Linked DNA regions of Rattus norvegicus: region 2 is linked to region 1. The links are chromatin contacts, called in public Hi-C maps. All regions are on one chromosome and are shown on one strand. Each heading gives the region's core, a stretch centred on a gene start, on an enhancer-like site or on the middle of the called end of the contact. The rest is flanking DNA. Distances are from core to core; before and after follow the strand shown.

Region 1 (4,463 bases), core at 847-3,346:
TCCATAGGTGGCCTGGGAACTTAGTGAGACCCCGTTTTTAAAAATTAAGAGGCTGGGGAGATGGCTCAGTGGATAAACACTTGTGCAAGCTGGAGGGCCCAAGTTTAATACCCAGAACCCAGGTTTAAAAAGGAGAAAAGCCGGAGGTGGTGGTGGTGTGGAGGTCAATCCCAGGGGTTGCCCTTGTCATCCATTTTGTTTGAGGCAGAGTTTCTTTGTTGTTTGCTAGCTTCCCCAAGAGCACTCAGAGGTTCCTTGGTCTCCGCCTCACACTCCACCTCACTGTGAAACACTGAGATTAGGTGAACCACGATGCCCAGCTTTATGTGGGCCCTGGGTACCTAAATTTTACTTGCACAGCAAGCATTTTATCCACCAAGACCAGCCTGGCCTGAATTTGCAATTCCTTCAGGGTGACCTTGGTCAGGTCTCCTGACTCGGAACCCTGGGAGCTCATCACGAAAGCGGTGGCTTAGTACGGTTGTGGGGATTACACAAAATGAGCGTTTGGTGTCAGCCCAGGGGCCCAGGCTCTGCAGCCATGCAGCTTGGGTTAAAGTCCCAGATGCTTTGGGTAGGTACTGCCTGCCCCTCTCTGAGCCTCACTTCTGTTTGCACAGAACTGTCTGGGCTGAGATGAGCAGCAACCAAGAAGCAGGTTCCTCTGTAGGCAGCGTTTGGTAAGTGCTGTGATGGCATCATATGCCCGAGCTACCCACCCGAAGAAGAGTAGCATCCAATGCTGGCTGGACGCCGAACACAGCAGCCAGGAGGAGGGGCCAGCGCTTGTGAAGACTCTGGGCCAAGAGTTCTCAGTCCTGACTCCACACTGGCACTGCATGGGGGCCTTGTCCAATGCACACTTCCACATCCTCCATTGGTCTACAGGACACCTGGCATCCAGTGATATTTTTAAATGCCCAGGAAATACTAATAAACAGCCAGGCCAGGCCCAAGGGCCACTTACTTAGAGAGGGGCTCTAACTAAGCAGGCCGGGCCTTCCGGAAGAGGGGCTATCTGAGCTGAGATCGAGATGGCAGGCAGGAATTGATGACAGAGGAGTTTAAACAGAGAATAGAGTGGGTACCAATGTTTCAAACAGAGAATAGAGTTGGTGCCAAGGTCCTGGGACAGGCATGGATTTGGTATGTGAGGAAAGCAGCAGGTAGCCTGGGGTGGGAGAAAGGTGGGTGTGTGTACTAGCTAAGGGCCCAAGCCCCCGGAGGACAAGAATAGGAAACCGCCGGTCCCTCTGGCCAGAAGGACTAGACTAGCCATTGATGCCCCAGAGAGTACCCTGCCTCTTGCTCACAGCTGACATAATAAGTCCTTCAAATGCCCTTGAGACACAGAACATAAGGATGGCTCTGAGGGAGTACCTAGTCTCATCGACAGGTCATTGGCTGAGGAAGGGTCCTGAGGAGAGTGAAGTGGGGACCATTATAGTAACTAGTGTAAGATGAGCTTGACCAAGATGGGCCAACTGTGCCCCTGGAGCCCATCACAAAGACCTTGGGGAAGCTGGCTGGCTGGCAGGAAAATGGTACCTCCTGCTGGGGCTTAATTACCGCTCCTCTGTGGTGTGGGCTGGGTGGGCGCAGGTGTTTCTATTTTCTGGCACAATTATCTGGGTGGCAAAAGCAGAAACGTCAGGGACTCAGAGATGTGTCTGTATCTTTCTGCGTAGTGACTCGGCCTCAGGGGAGAGCATATCCGCTCTGCTGGCTGACTGTGCATCTGTGTGTGTGTGTGTGTGTGTGTGTGTGTGTGTGTGTGTGTGTGTGTGTGTTTGTACATGTGTGCACCTGTGTGCTTATGTGTAACCAGCTGCAGGCTCTCTAAGAAGGGTCTACTTTCCATCCCTGGATCACTGGCTCTTAGTGAGCTGCCGGTCTTGGTTCTGGGCCACACAGCCCTTGCCCACTGGACAGATGTCCCAATCTCGTGGCTTCATCTCAGGAGGAATGTATTTTGAAACAGCGTCTTTGTCCGTGGCAGTCAGCCAGCTGACCCTTCCTGCCGCACGGCCCAAGGTGGCCAGCTGCATCCTGTGGCTCGAGCTGACGTGGATCAACACACAGCAAGGCCTGGCTCCAGGCCATCTGGCCTGCTGGGCTCCTTGTGTGGAGGGAGCACTGGGGAAGAGCCACAGGTCATCGTCTGGATGTCTTCCCAAACAGCTAGGGCCCTAGGTAAGAGGAAGAGGAAGTCTATGGAAGACTGAGGGGTATGCTCCCAAGTGGGACTAGGAGGTGTAAGAACGCAGACTGCTCAAATGATGAACTGGAGTGGTAAGGGTTTTCCAGTTACTCTGAGGCCCTCACACACTGGCCATTGCTCTGAGTCCATTCCTAACCTGGGCTTGTATCAGTTGTCTCTGCTGTAATAACCCTGCTGTCATCTATCAAGACTGACTCCTCCCACTCACCTCTCTCCACAGTGCAGTGGTAGCACTAGATTCCTCTGAGTTCTGGAGCTCCACCCCCCGACCTTTGCATACACTGCTCTCCCTTAGACATCTGCTCTTCCTAAGAGTGGCTCTTTCTAGCCTTAGATGTCTCCTGATCTGGTAGCCGTCTGTGATGGCAATTCTTGGTTGTCAACTTGATGACATCTGGAATTAATTCAAACTCCAAGATCAAGAGGCACACCCATGAGGGATTTTTTGCTTCACTAGAAGTTGGAAGATCCACTACTAATCTGGATTTTTTTTTGTTGTTTTTTGTTTTTTGTTTTGTTTTGTTTTGTTTTTTGGAGCTAGGGACTGAACCCAGGGCCTTGTGCTTGCTAGGCAAGCGCTCTACCACTGAGCCAAATCCCCAACCCCTAATCTGGATTTCTGAGGCGAGAAGACCCACCTCTAATGTGGTTACACCTTCTGTTGGGATCTTATATAAAGACATGGAAGATGCCCTTTCTGCTGGCTCTGGCTTCGTAAGTCTGTTACTCTAGAGAACCCTGACTATTACTTCCCCTTACCCCAGGTCTTTATTACATCCTCTATCTGCTCTCATCTTGTTTTCCTATATTGCCCTGTCTTCCCTGGAATATAAGCCCTGTGCAGGTCATCTCTGTATGTCTTGTTCAGTCTTCTCATTATATGATCAGGGTCTGCATGGAGTATGCATGTAACCAATCACAATGGCTTCATGCATCTGCTGAGCATGAAGCAAGCATCAGGAGCTGAGCTTTATTCCAAACTCATGATAGCCCTTACACTGAAGGCACATGCTCTTGTTAGCTCTCTTACTGATGAGGGAAGATGGTGTTTAGAGACATTGAGAGACCTATCTGAGATAACACAGTGACCCGCATGAGAGGCTAGATTGTCTCAGGTGTGTCTAGCACATCTTCATGGCCTTAATATTTCCCAGGGGTCAGGAGGTAATTAGATTAGAAAAGTCTGACTCAGTTGATGGCAGGCAAGTGACAGTTATTTGTCACCTACCGTCCTAAAATGAAGTACTGAGATTTAGTGACTTAAAATAGCCAAATGTCAGGGATGGAGAGATGGATCGGCAGAGGACCCAAGTTCAGTTCCCAACACCCACATGACAGTTCACAACAGTCTAAAACTCCAATTTCGGGAATCTGAAGCCCTCTTCTTGCCTCTGTAGGGACAACATGCTCGTGGCACACAGCTATACAAGCAAGCAGAACACACGTACGCATAACAAAAAATTAAATTTAAAAAAATTTGGGTGGGATGGCGGTTGTTTTCTAATGGTACGTTTTGATGACTTGCTTCCAGGGCTTGACAGGGTTTGGCTAGTCTGACCTATTCTGCTTCCCTGGTCATGGTAGACTCAGTGAACACAAGGGGAGAGGGCCCTTGGTGGGAGGACTGTTGCTGTCTGCCCCCAGCTGCCCTGCTGATAAGTCTGGCAGCTGGCTTGGGCCTCAGTTTGCCTTTCGGTATCCTTTCCAGAGTATTTGCTCCAACCTCTCCATATGACTACTGGATCTGGACCCAACAGCCATGTAGAAAAACAATCATTCAATATCACATCTGTCATAGACCATTGGCCAAGTTACAAGGCCAAACCCAGATCAAGTGGTACCTGAAGAGATCCATCCCCTCTGGGTAGGAGACTGCAGGGAAGTCTTACTTAATCCACAGAGCTCCACTGGTATGTGCAGTCACCCTTCATATAGACCCACAGCCTCCCTGCCTCTTGGCTTCAGAGTCCACAGCCCTGTAAGGTAGCCTGGAGACAGACCCTTTCCTCCTCCTCCTCCTCCTCCTCCTCCTCCTCCTCCTTTTTCTCTTGTTCCTCCTCCTCTTCCTCCCCCCTCCTCCTTCTCCTCCTCCTCCTCTTCCTCCTCCTCCTTTTTCTCCTGTTCCTCCTCCTCCTCCTCCCCCCCTCCTTCTCCTCCTCCTCCTCCCCCCTTCCTCCTCCTCCTCCCCCCTCCTCCTCCTCCTCCTCCTCCGAGGAGGCATGCAGGGCTGGCAACAGATACC
Region 2 (4,463 bases), core at 693-3,192, 60 kb after region 1:
CACACAGGGCCCATCTGGATAGCTATACTTTCTTGGCAAAGCATTGTGGGGTTCTCACCTCCTGATAGAAACCCCAGCACACAGATACACAGAGCTTATAGGCGCGGTCTACACGGAGCACCATTGAAAGTATAAGTCCTGCCACTGGTGACCCTGCTTGGCTCCACTTGCGTGCTGCTAATGACAGTGAGATCACTACTTCTAATACAGCCTCTTCTTTGAAGAAGCTTGAGTCACTACCCTCAGGTCTTGCTTCTGGGGAAACACTGGGAGGTGTCTCTAAGTTCCACTGACACAGCCAGGAGCCCTGTATGACCGTAGTGCAACAATGAATCTGTTATCCCATCTCTGTCCAGAGGCGAGACTGAACCAGGCCTCGATGAAGCTCTCGGTCAAGGACAGGAGGCTTGGATGTGCACTTCACTCCACACACCTCGAGGCAGGCCTGATCCAGACGTGACTGTCTGAGTGATTCATTCATTAACTGGTCATCACTAGCCAGGTGTTCAGCAAAAGCGGGTGGCACTGTGGGAAGGGAGTTTAGTTGCCTTGGTAATCAGGAGGCTAACAGCCACTGAGAGCTGGCTTGCTATGCACCAGGCACTGTTCTGTTTACTTCTTGCATTTCAAGGGCCATGAAGCCTGCCTGGTAGGTTGGTCCCTCACACATGGTCAGGCTTGGTTAACATGGCTTGCTGCTCTAACTGGAAATCCTAGCAACAGCCACAGGGCACTTCATGTTATAAATTCACACCCCTTTGTAGGTTAGGAGGCAAGGCTTGGAGAGGTTAGGTAACTTACATAGGGCTAAGCTAAAAGACAGAGCCAGGATTTGAATCCGGGTATTCTTGTTCTGTAGCCTGGAGCAGAAAAGCAAAGCTTAACTCAGGAGCCAGAGGCACACTTAGTTGGGTCAGGGTAAGCGGCAGCCACTCTCTGTCTCTGCCCCAGTTCTTAACCTTCAGTCTTGCTTCTCTCCATCCCCACCCTCCTTCCAAGTCTGCTGAGATTATCTCCCATCAGGCCAGAAGGCAAGATCCAGAGGTTGCTCTCAGCAGGAAGCAGGGCCCTGGGCAATCAACTGCTATAAAGGGTTTCCCAAGGAGTCCAGAGCCAGACATGGGATGGGGGTTGTAGGTGCTGTCTTTTTAGTTTGAGAGACTCCTGAAGACCATTCAGGACCCCTCAAGACTCACCTGGTACTCTCTCTTGGCATGGGCTGTTTGATTCCACCAACAAAATACTCTAAAGCCACAGATTGACCCAACCCTGCCACGTGAAGCACATGATACAGCGACTGACTGAGGTAGAAAGTCTCAGTGGGTGAGAGTTCTTGTCATTTGGAATTTACACCAAACTGGAGAGATAAGGGTGGCCTAGGTGACAGATTTTCCAATATCTTCAGCTCTAGGCTAAGTATGAATGACTCAAAGTTTTGTGAACTGGGACTAGTCCTATATATTCTCTTAGACTGTTGAGAACCCTAAGATTTTATTCTTGAAAGTGTTTTTAGTAAACGGTGACGATTGCCGTTAACCGTGTTGTTTTACACGGGGGTGGGGGTGGGGGCGGCTACGGACTAAAGCTGGTTCCCTTCCTTCCATCTTAGACACCGGCCTAGGCCTTTGAATGGGTGTTTTAGAAATCCATAGGGGTATGTTTGCAGTCCGGGAGGAAAGGGGCGCTGTCTTCAGAACTTCCGACAAAGTCCTGGGTGGCGCAGCGGCAGGATGTCCCTGCCCGGGGATCCCCTAGCCAAGCGTGGGTGCGCCCTCCGCAGGCGGCTCCCGGTAGGCCCTCCGTTGCAGCTCTGGGTCCGTCCCCCCCAACCCCTCTGTGCCCGCCCCGGCCACCTCGGGGGCGAGGCAGCCCAGCGCGTGGGAGGGGACGGCGCGCCATTGGCTTGTGCGTGGCACTAGAGGAGGGACCAGTGCGGGCCGCCAGACTCGGGCGAGCCCGGCAGCGACTTGAGTCCAGCTTGCCCTGCCCTGCCCTGCCCTGCTTGCCCAGCGCGGCGCCGCGATGTGAGACTCCCCGGGCCGGAGCGTCCGCTGGGCACGCCAGCACCGCGAGCGCAGCACCCCGTAAGTCGACTGCCGGCAGCCACTAGCCTCACACTTCTCCGCCGCTGCCACCGCGCCGGCCGCTGCCTGCGCAGCGCAGCCCGGGGACGCCGGGGGGCCTTAGGAACCGCCCGGGGCAGCGAGCACCTTGCGAGCGACAGCCGGGCGCCCGGACAGCTTGGCACCTGCGGGTCGGCGGGCGCCCGGAACCCCCGCTGAGCTCCTCGTGGCACTGTCCTCCGTCCTTTTTTGTTTGTCCCCTTGCACTGACTTGGTTTCCCTCTCTCCCCCAGCTCTCTTCTCCGCCACCTCCTTCCCCCGGGGCCGTTTATTTTTGCCTTTGGCCTCCTCCGGGCTTTATCTCTTTGATTCGGAGCTAGAGAGAGCGGAGAGTAAAGCAGTTTCTTTTATCGCAGGGTCTCTGTCTTCCGCGCTTGGTTCTCGGTCCCCTCCCCCTTTGTCGCCACCGCCCCCCCTCCCGCCTTTGTTTCTTAGCCCGAGGATTGCGCGGTGTAAACTTGGGAGTTTCCGGGTCCTCGCCCCCACGGGGACGCGGGCGGAGAAGGTGGAGGGGTTCCTGCTGTCTACTAGTCTGGCCAGACCTTTTGTGTGGGTGCCCCGGGCTGAAGGAGTCGCCGACTCCCGCCTCACAAAGTAGGGGAGTGTCCTCGGCACGGAGATGAGGATAGATCAGAGGGGGAAGGGGCAAAGCCGGTGACACTCCAGAGTCCCTGCTGGAGAGGAGCGCGCGGAAAAGTGGTTGGGCCTGACCCCAGTCGGGGGTGGTGGTGTCCGGAGGGTATTGCAGGTGGACCCGGGAAACTCTCTCATCCAAACCGCGCGGTCAGCTGTGAGGGGTGGCGCCATTGCCTGGCGCAGGATGGATTGGGGTCCCATAGAGTGCGCAGAAAATACTCCGCGTACCATCCTCGGGGCACCTCGAGGCCGGCCGCTCGCTTCAGCTCCCCTCTCGCCGCCTTCTTGCATCCCGGATGGAGCGGGCTTCTCCTCCCGCCTGTGAGGTGGAGGAGCAGGGATAGGCCCAGGACCCACTCCCACTTTGACCCAAAACACATGACCAAGGCCTCCTTAAAGTCCCCCAGCACGGACTTCCTGTTTCGTTTCTTTTAAACAAACTTTCTGGATGGGGGCCTGGTGGGAGTATAGACGTCCCTGGCTTGCGGGAACACCTACACAGTTGTGTCTCCCGTGTGGAGGCTCCTGGAGAAAGGCCGCCACCTGCCGCCGTGGGGACTGTGGTGGGTTCCTGGAAGAATCCGGAGGAACACCACCTGCCCCTTAGTGGCAGCCTCTGGCTCAGTCCAAGGCAAAAAAAAAAAAAAATCCTGTAGGATCGTTGGGAAGTCAGAATATTTTTCAGGTTTCTGTTGTCGCCTTCGTACAAACAGCGCCCTCACCTAGAGTCCCCTCTGTCCTAAGTGCTCTCTGCCTTAGCTTTTCTTCTTCAAGACTCAAGTCTGGCTGCCTCCACTTGATGTCCCTGACTTTGACCTTTCTGGGTCCAGGACCTTTACGGGTGCCTCTCATCCCAACTCACAGCCTGGACTTGTGACAGCCCCATCTGCTGGAGAGAGAGGACAGAGGCTCCTGGCTAGAGGCAGGGTCTTCATGAATTATTCTTGGCTTTTCTCTGTGCTCACTTACTGCCCCAAGTGTCTGTGAGTACTCCATAAAAGAGTGATGTCGCAGTTGGCCAGCACGGGTCCCACAGGTCCCTGCACACCTGTGGAAGCTGTCAAGGCTCTAGGTAGTACTGTGGCTTAAGCAAGAAGAGGCAAATTAATAATAAATAAGTCATTTGGGTCATGTGCCGTGCCTTGGAGTTGTCTCAGTATCCTGAAGGCTGAGGCAGGAAGAGTCTGAGTTACAGACCAGTCTGGTCTATGTAGGAAGACCCTGTCTCATAAAGAAAGCTGGAGTCAGGAGAACATGTAGAGTGTTGGGGTGTTGAGGCCATTTTAAGGAGTGATCAGTGCTGCTTTTTGAGTCCTGCAGAAGAGCCCGTGCAAAGAGTCTGAGGCAGCACCATGTTGTTCCGGTGGAGTGGGGTGGGGAAGAGATAGGAGGCACTCGTGAGGAAGGATGGGGACCCCACATCTCATAGATGATATTAAGAGATATTAAACCAGCATCCCCCAGACACCCAGCAAGGAGGGGCAGTCACAGAGTGTCCATTTTGTTCTGAATTCAGGTGGGAAGGCCTCATCCGCAGTGGCTTTCTGTGTCCCTCCCACAGCCACAGTAGCTAGGGACAGGAAGACAGCTGCTCAGGCCGAGTGCCCTGACCCTCATGCTTCTCTGTGCCTGCTTGGGGTCAGTGTGCTGGTTGTGACCCAGAGTCACCTTTATTCTGCCTCACCCCACTTCCTCCTGATACCA

The links. Hi-C and Micro-C count contacts between places; a contact is called where the count stands out from the background.
Region 2: a Hi-C map of psoas muscle shows a contact between it and region 1, with 2.3 times the contacts expected there. The contact joins the promoter of Tp53i11 here to the enhancer-like site in region 1. A contact is called at or near these places in 2 of 12 Hi-C or Micro-C datasets (liver and psoas muscle).

What each region holds. Positions count from the first base shown.
Region 1 is chr3:99,538,470-99,542,932 of GRCr8, forward strand. No RefSeq gene overlaps it. Among named protein-coding and RNA genes, the nearest start is that of Tp53i11, 60 kb to the right of the region's middle. Within about 2 kb of position 2,097, at least 16 of the 93 cell types and tissues checked have an H3K27ac peak or open chromatin away from gene starts, as enhancers often do.
Region 2 is chr3:99,598,358-99,602,820 of GRCr8, forward strand. It overlaps Tp53i11 (tumor protein p53 inducible protein 11), which reads left to right and starts at 1,943. Exons shown (of 8, transcript NM_001107749.2): 1 at 1,943-2,084.